2 separate regions of the Mus musculus genome follow, and region 1 is linked to region 2. Evidence: chromatin contacts called from public Hi-C data. All regions are on one chromosome and are shown on one strand. The core of a region is the stretch at or near the end of the contact, and the rest is flanking DNA. Distances in the headings are between cores, read along the strand shown.

Region 1 (2,700 bases), core at 170-2,669, 130 kb before region 2:
AGTTCAAACCCCAGGACCCCATGGTGGGAGGAGAGAGCCAACTCCTCTATACACTCACCTATCTCCACACATAAAATAATAAAATAATAAATAAATAAATAAAGTTTTTGAGAAATTGATGAAGACCCCTGAAGTCAACCATGTGAACACACAAACACAAAAAAGTTTTTTGTTTTTTGTTTTTTTTTTAGCCATTTTTGCTCTGTAACTTGAATGTGTAGTTCTTGAGCACAAACTCTGAAACTACAGCCCTGACGCAGTGGCCTGGGGACTTTGCAAATGTGGAGAGTTCCTAGAAATCAGGCTGTAGATCTAGGGAGAGAGCATGCAAGGTCTCAGAGGCCTTCCGTCCTGTGCTGCCGCCAGCCATCTGTGGAGAAGGCGTGGGCTGTGAGATCATTCTAGCTGGGCTTGGTCGTGCACACTTAGTAGTGCTAGAAAGACAGAGGCAGGAGGATCTGTGTGAGTTCAAGGCTAGCCTGGTCTACATAGAGAGTTCCAGGACAACCAGTGTTACGTAAAGAGACCCACTTTCAAAACAAAACCAGAAACAACAACCAAAAAATGAAACAAAAACAAAAACAAAAAAAGGAAAGAAAGAAAGAATGCTTCCAATTTATCGTAGATGGATTTTTTTTTTAAACTTTATTTTCTGTGCATTGGTGTTTTGCCTGTATCTGTGTCTATATGAGAATGTCAGATCTTGGAGTTACAGATGATTGTGAGCTGCCATGTGGATGCTGGAATTTGAACCTGGGTCCTCTGGATTCAAATTCCAGCCCCATAGATGGATATTTTTTTAAAATACAAGGAAAATTAATTGGGGGGAGAACCCCCCCAGCTTAATGTCTTTATTATGAGATTTGGTATGCATCAAATCCTCCCCACCTGTTCACAGGTCACAGGTCGTCCTTACCTCCCCCCCCGCCCCCCCCCCCGCACCCTTCCCCCCTCCGGCTCGATTCTCAGGTGTACAGGGCTCTCCTGATCAGAGCCATGTGCTTAGAACAGCTTCCTTAGCCTAGGCAAAGACCATGCTCAGAGGAGGCAGGTGGCCTGCCCAAGGTCACACAGCTGGTGACAGCTGGTGAGGGAGGGGGCTGAACCCCAAAGCCTTGCTGAGCTCTGGAGGCCTGAACCTTGCTTTTTCTCTTCCTCTTTTGCAGAAGGTCAAGGGCCCTGCAGATGGCAAGGGCTGGTGTGTGTCTGTGTGTGTGTGTGTGTGTGTGTGTGTGTGTGTGTGTGTGTGTGTGTGTGTGATGTGGTCTGGGTTTGTGGAATGAGGTGTATGTGTGTGGTATGTGTGGTGTGTATGTATGGGGTGTGTGTGTGCATGTGTGGCAAGGGCAGGGTGTGTGGTATGTGGCATGTGTGTGTGGTGTGTGGGTAGGTGTTGGAGCCAATTTAAGACAAGCCAGGACCTGCTTGCTCAGTGTTCTTCTGTAAGGGGGTGGCAGAGGCAGGCAGCCTCTGGTCTCCTGACACCAGCCAGTGCTCAGAGGCCTCCAGGGAGGGGCAGAGAAGGAGGGCAGGAAGAGGCAGGGGACTCATCAGTGGCTGGCAATTACACAGTGCTTTGTCATTCTTAATTAGCTCAGTGGCTCTGCAGACTGCTATCTCCCAGGGCTATCCACACTGGTCTGGAAGGAGATGGCTGCAGGGTTCACTGGGGACAGCAGGCGGGGTGGGCAGGACTCCTTGGAAGCACCTCTCTAGATCCCCCAGACCCTGACGTTCCTCCAGCGGCAGAGAGCCCCCATCTATGAGATACATCGGAGACTAGAAAAACAGGAAGCATGCCCTTGGCTGGATTCTGGGCACCTCCTGCTGCTCCCTGGCAGCTCCACAGGACCCTGGGAACATGAGGACTTCCAGTCTCCTACTGGAGACCTGCTCAACTGTTGTTGGGAACTGCCCACAGGCTCAGAGTCACTACAAACTTAAGATGGCCACTGGGCTGTTGGCTGGGCACTTTCTTCACGCCAGGCACTGGCTGACCACTCACAATGCATGAACCCCAAAAGCCTCTCAAAGCCCTCAAAGGTGGCCCTGAGCCCATTGTACAGACAGGAAAACTGGGGCATCAATTAGATTGGAAGACACATACATAAATGGAGAATTTGGTTGCAGAGACCAGGCATGTAGAACTCCAAAGTCTGTGCATATGTGTATGTGTGTGCAAGCATGTATAAATGTGTATGTCTACACATGTGTGCATGTGTTAGGGTAAGAAAAGAGGTATAAGTAGCTAAGGTTTGGGTACGGAAGAGGCCACTTAGATCCTGTCGCGTGAGTGAGGAAGCCAGGAAAGTCTGGAACTTTCTAGAAAAGAAAGCATTGTAAGCAGGGAGAGTGGGCCAGATGAGCAGGTTAGCAAGCAGGTTAAAGGTCAGGACTGTGTAAGGACCTGTTCCTTCATGACTGCTGGCTCTCCCATCTTTCAGATTCCCTCAGGGCGGCTGGTCTCCACTAAAGCAGCAGAACTCTGGTAGTCAAGGTGAGGCCACCCTCCCTGCTCAAGACTCAGGCTAATTCCAGTCTCCAGAGCACTCCTTCCCCAAAGCCACAAGAGCCCTCCATTTCATCTCCATCCTCCATGCGGCAAGGAGGGAGGATTTAGTGTGCACACGGGTATTACACAGACAGCTAACACAGACAGGCAGGGCACAATTGGTATACCCCACAATTCCATGAGGTGTG
Region 2 (2,700 bases), core at 94-2,593:
GATGGGTTTTGCTGGTAAGCTCTTGGCTAATGGTCAGCAACTGGTTCTAGAACCAAGAGGAAGGCGTCTGGTGATTCCTTGCCCTCAGTCCAACCATTTGCACTTATGTCCCAAATCAGGGTGGCACAGATGCCAGCCCATCTAGTCAGTTTGCCCGTTGCCCAAAGCAGGCAGACATTGAACTGCACGGTCAGATCTGGTTCCACAAAGGTTGGGATAGTGTCAGATGAGAAACAGAAATGGGAGTCAGCAGGTGTGGGATGGTAGACGGAGCCGGGTGAAGTGGGTGTTACCAGGGACAAATGACAGACACCCCCCCCCACACCCCCAGCTGCAGGGTGGCCAAGGCAGGTTGATACAGTATTTCTGCTTTTTATCAAAATGGGTGATGAAGTCATGGGGTACCTGAGGGGAAGGTGTGTTCACAGAGGGTGCCATGGCTGAACACAGTGGATTCGGAGGTTAGGCTAGGGGAACCTGTTGACAGAGCAGGGCTGTTCAGCTAAGGGGACAGGAGTGTTGGGTCCTTGAGGGGAGTGTGTGTGTGTGTGTAAGATGCTTTTTGACTCGGGTACTAGGGGAGAACATATTGGACGGGTTCTGGAAGGACTTGTGACATTCTGCAGTTGATGGGGCTGTCCAGAAAGGTGGTGAACCCCACATCACTGGGGGTATTCAAGTAGAGGTAGCTTAATGTTCTACTTAGGAACATGGGTGAGACAGGAAGTAGCCTGAGTGACCTCCTTTAGGATCTTAGGATTACATCATGCCTTTGGACAAGGTCCCCTTGTATGCACCTGTCTGACCAAGCGTTTGGGACCCAGCGGACTCCTCTAAACAGCCCTTGCTCAGTGGCTGGTTCCCACCTGTATCATGGAGTCCACATAGGAAAACTAGCCCTGGCCATGGGTGAAGCTGAGGGGCTAGGTTTCCTATTTGTTCTTTTATTCAGTGCTTCAGCAGATATTTAACAAGTCTCTTCCATGTGCCGGTGCCAGAGGGCATTTAGGTGTGCCACATGGATAGGGGCTGTGGGGCTGATTTGATGCCAGTGGGAAAACCCTTGATCCCGGGCACCAGGGTATCTTTTTGCTTGTTTGTTTTTTTGAGGCATGATCGCATGCAGCCCAGACTGGCCTCTATCACACTACATAACCAGGTGATATGGAACTGGAGCATGCACCACCTCAGGCGGGGCTGGGACTGACGACTCCCTGCACACACACATCCTTCAGCTGGGGCCTGAAGGAGGATGAGCAGCTGGTAGGGGGAGAGGGTGGGGCTGCTGGGAGAGCCTTGCCTCCACGTGCAGCTCAAACACGAGCCCACGCCCAGGCCTACGCCCAGGCCTAGCAGGCGCTTGCTAGGTGTGTGCGCGCTTGTCTAGTGCCCAGGCATCTTAGTGGGAGGGAGGGGTGGCTCGTGCGTGTTTGAGGGTTTGCACATAGAGGCAGTTGCGTGCCTTCCTGGTCCAGCTCGGGGTGACACGAGGATCATTTGTGCCTTTGGCCACCTTTGTCCTCCTCCACTGATACAGCTGGCAGGTCACGGCCTGGAGGGGACGGCTCTGAATATACACCTGTGATCCTCATAACTCGTGAACACTCATTTCTTTCTAAGTAGGGGTTGGTTCAGGGTGGGGCGCAGCAGCCTACACAGCTCTGCTGTGTGGTTTATGTTCTGAGATCTTGTGGCTGCTGCCTACCCTACTGCCAACTTCAGTGGCAGCGGGGGCGGGGGCAGGGGGTGCATAGGAAAGAGGGAGGGAGGGAGGGACTCCATTCTTTCTCCACGCGCATACCCCGCAATTATTCTCCGTTATTGCCAATTGGAGATAAGTAGAAAATAACAGAGGAGTGGGGGCAGGCCTCCAGGCCCGTGCCGAGCTCTTGCCACACAGTGCCACGATGCTGGCATGAGCCGTGGAGCAGGGAGCTGCACAGCGGCTATGGATGATGGGGGCCTGCTGCTCTGGGTGACAGACGCAGTCCAGTCTGGCTAGCTGTGCTATCCTTCTCACTTTCCTGGAACCTCCGTGCCATCATTTGGGACACTGTGCTAGAGCATCCTGCCAGTCAGAGTCCATGCCGTGCTCCCATGAAGTCACTCCCCTGTAGATGTCGGTCACAGCAGCAATGATTACCAGAAGAGATGGCTTTTAAGCCTGGGCACCAGGGAAAAGGCTGACTACTGGGAACATGGGGAAGGAGGTGGGATTGTCTCAGAGGCAGGCGCTGCTGGAGGAAACACAGGACAGAGTAAACCAAGGCATGGCAGTGTTTGGAAACACTGACAAATGGGAACCGGCAAGAACGGGTTGAAGGGTTGTAGTGGCTCAACTGGGCATGCTCACTTAATGTGCAGGGTGCCCTGCTCCCAGCCCAGAGCCACATGAGAGGTGCAGACAGGAGTGCCAGAGGTTTAAGATTATCTTTGGCAGCAGAGTGAGCTAACGGGCTACCTGAGACCCTGTCTCAAAAAACAAGCAAGTCCCATTCCACCCCACTGTCACTCCAGAGTTCCACCCCTGCGACCCTCTTCCTGCACCCTGCCTTACAGAAGTGAAAGGGACAGAGTGTAAAAACAAATGAGGGTGACTGTGGGGATTCGGGAGCAGGGTGAGCAGATTGTCACCATGTCCCTCAGCCTCTAGGCTGAGTGCAGCTAGGGACTAGTAGCCCGGAGGAGCCTTTATGTTGA

What was found. Hi-C and Micro-C count contacts between places; a contact is called where the count stands out from the background.
Region 1: a Hi-C map of CD8 T cells shows a contact between it and region 2, with 1.6 times the contacts expected there. The contact joins two enhancer-like sites. A contact is called at or near these places in 2 of 39 promoter capture datasets (the 3T3-L1 cell line and second pharyngeal arch cranial neural crest), 3 of 484 Hi-C or Micro-C datasets (CD8 T cells, muscle stem cells and nephron progenitors) and 2 of 115 datasets of contacts at active chromatin or transcription factors (embryonic stem cells and microglia).

The regions. Positions count from the first base shown.
Region 1 is chr4:134,771,975-134,774,674 of GRCm38.p6, reverse strand. No RefSeq gene overlaps it. Among named protein-coding and RNA genes, the nearest start is that of Ldlrap1, 5.3 kb to the right of the region's middle. Within about 2 kb of position 1,419, at least 62 of the 459 cell types and tissues checked have an H3K27ac peak or open chromatin away from gene starts, as enhancers often do. A contact at or near this core is called in CD8 T cells, where this site is marked.
Region 2 is chr4:134,640,999-134,643,698 of GRCm38.p6, reverse strand. All of the region lies in intron 1 of Man1c1 (mannosidase, alpha, class 1C, member 1), which reads left to right. Among named protein-coding and RNA genes, the nearest start is that of Gm42326, 50 kb to the right of the region's middle. Within about 2 kb of position 1,343, at least 39 of the 459 cell types and tissues checked have an H3K27ac peak or open chromatin away from gene starts, as enhancers often do. A contact at or near this core is called in CD8 T cells, where this site is marked.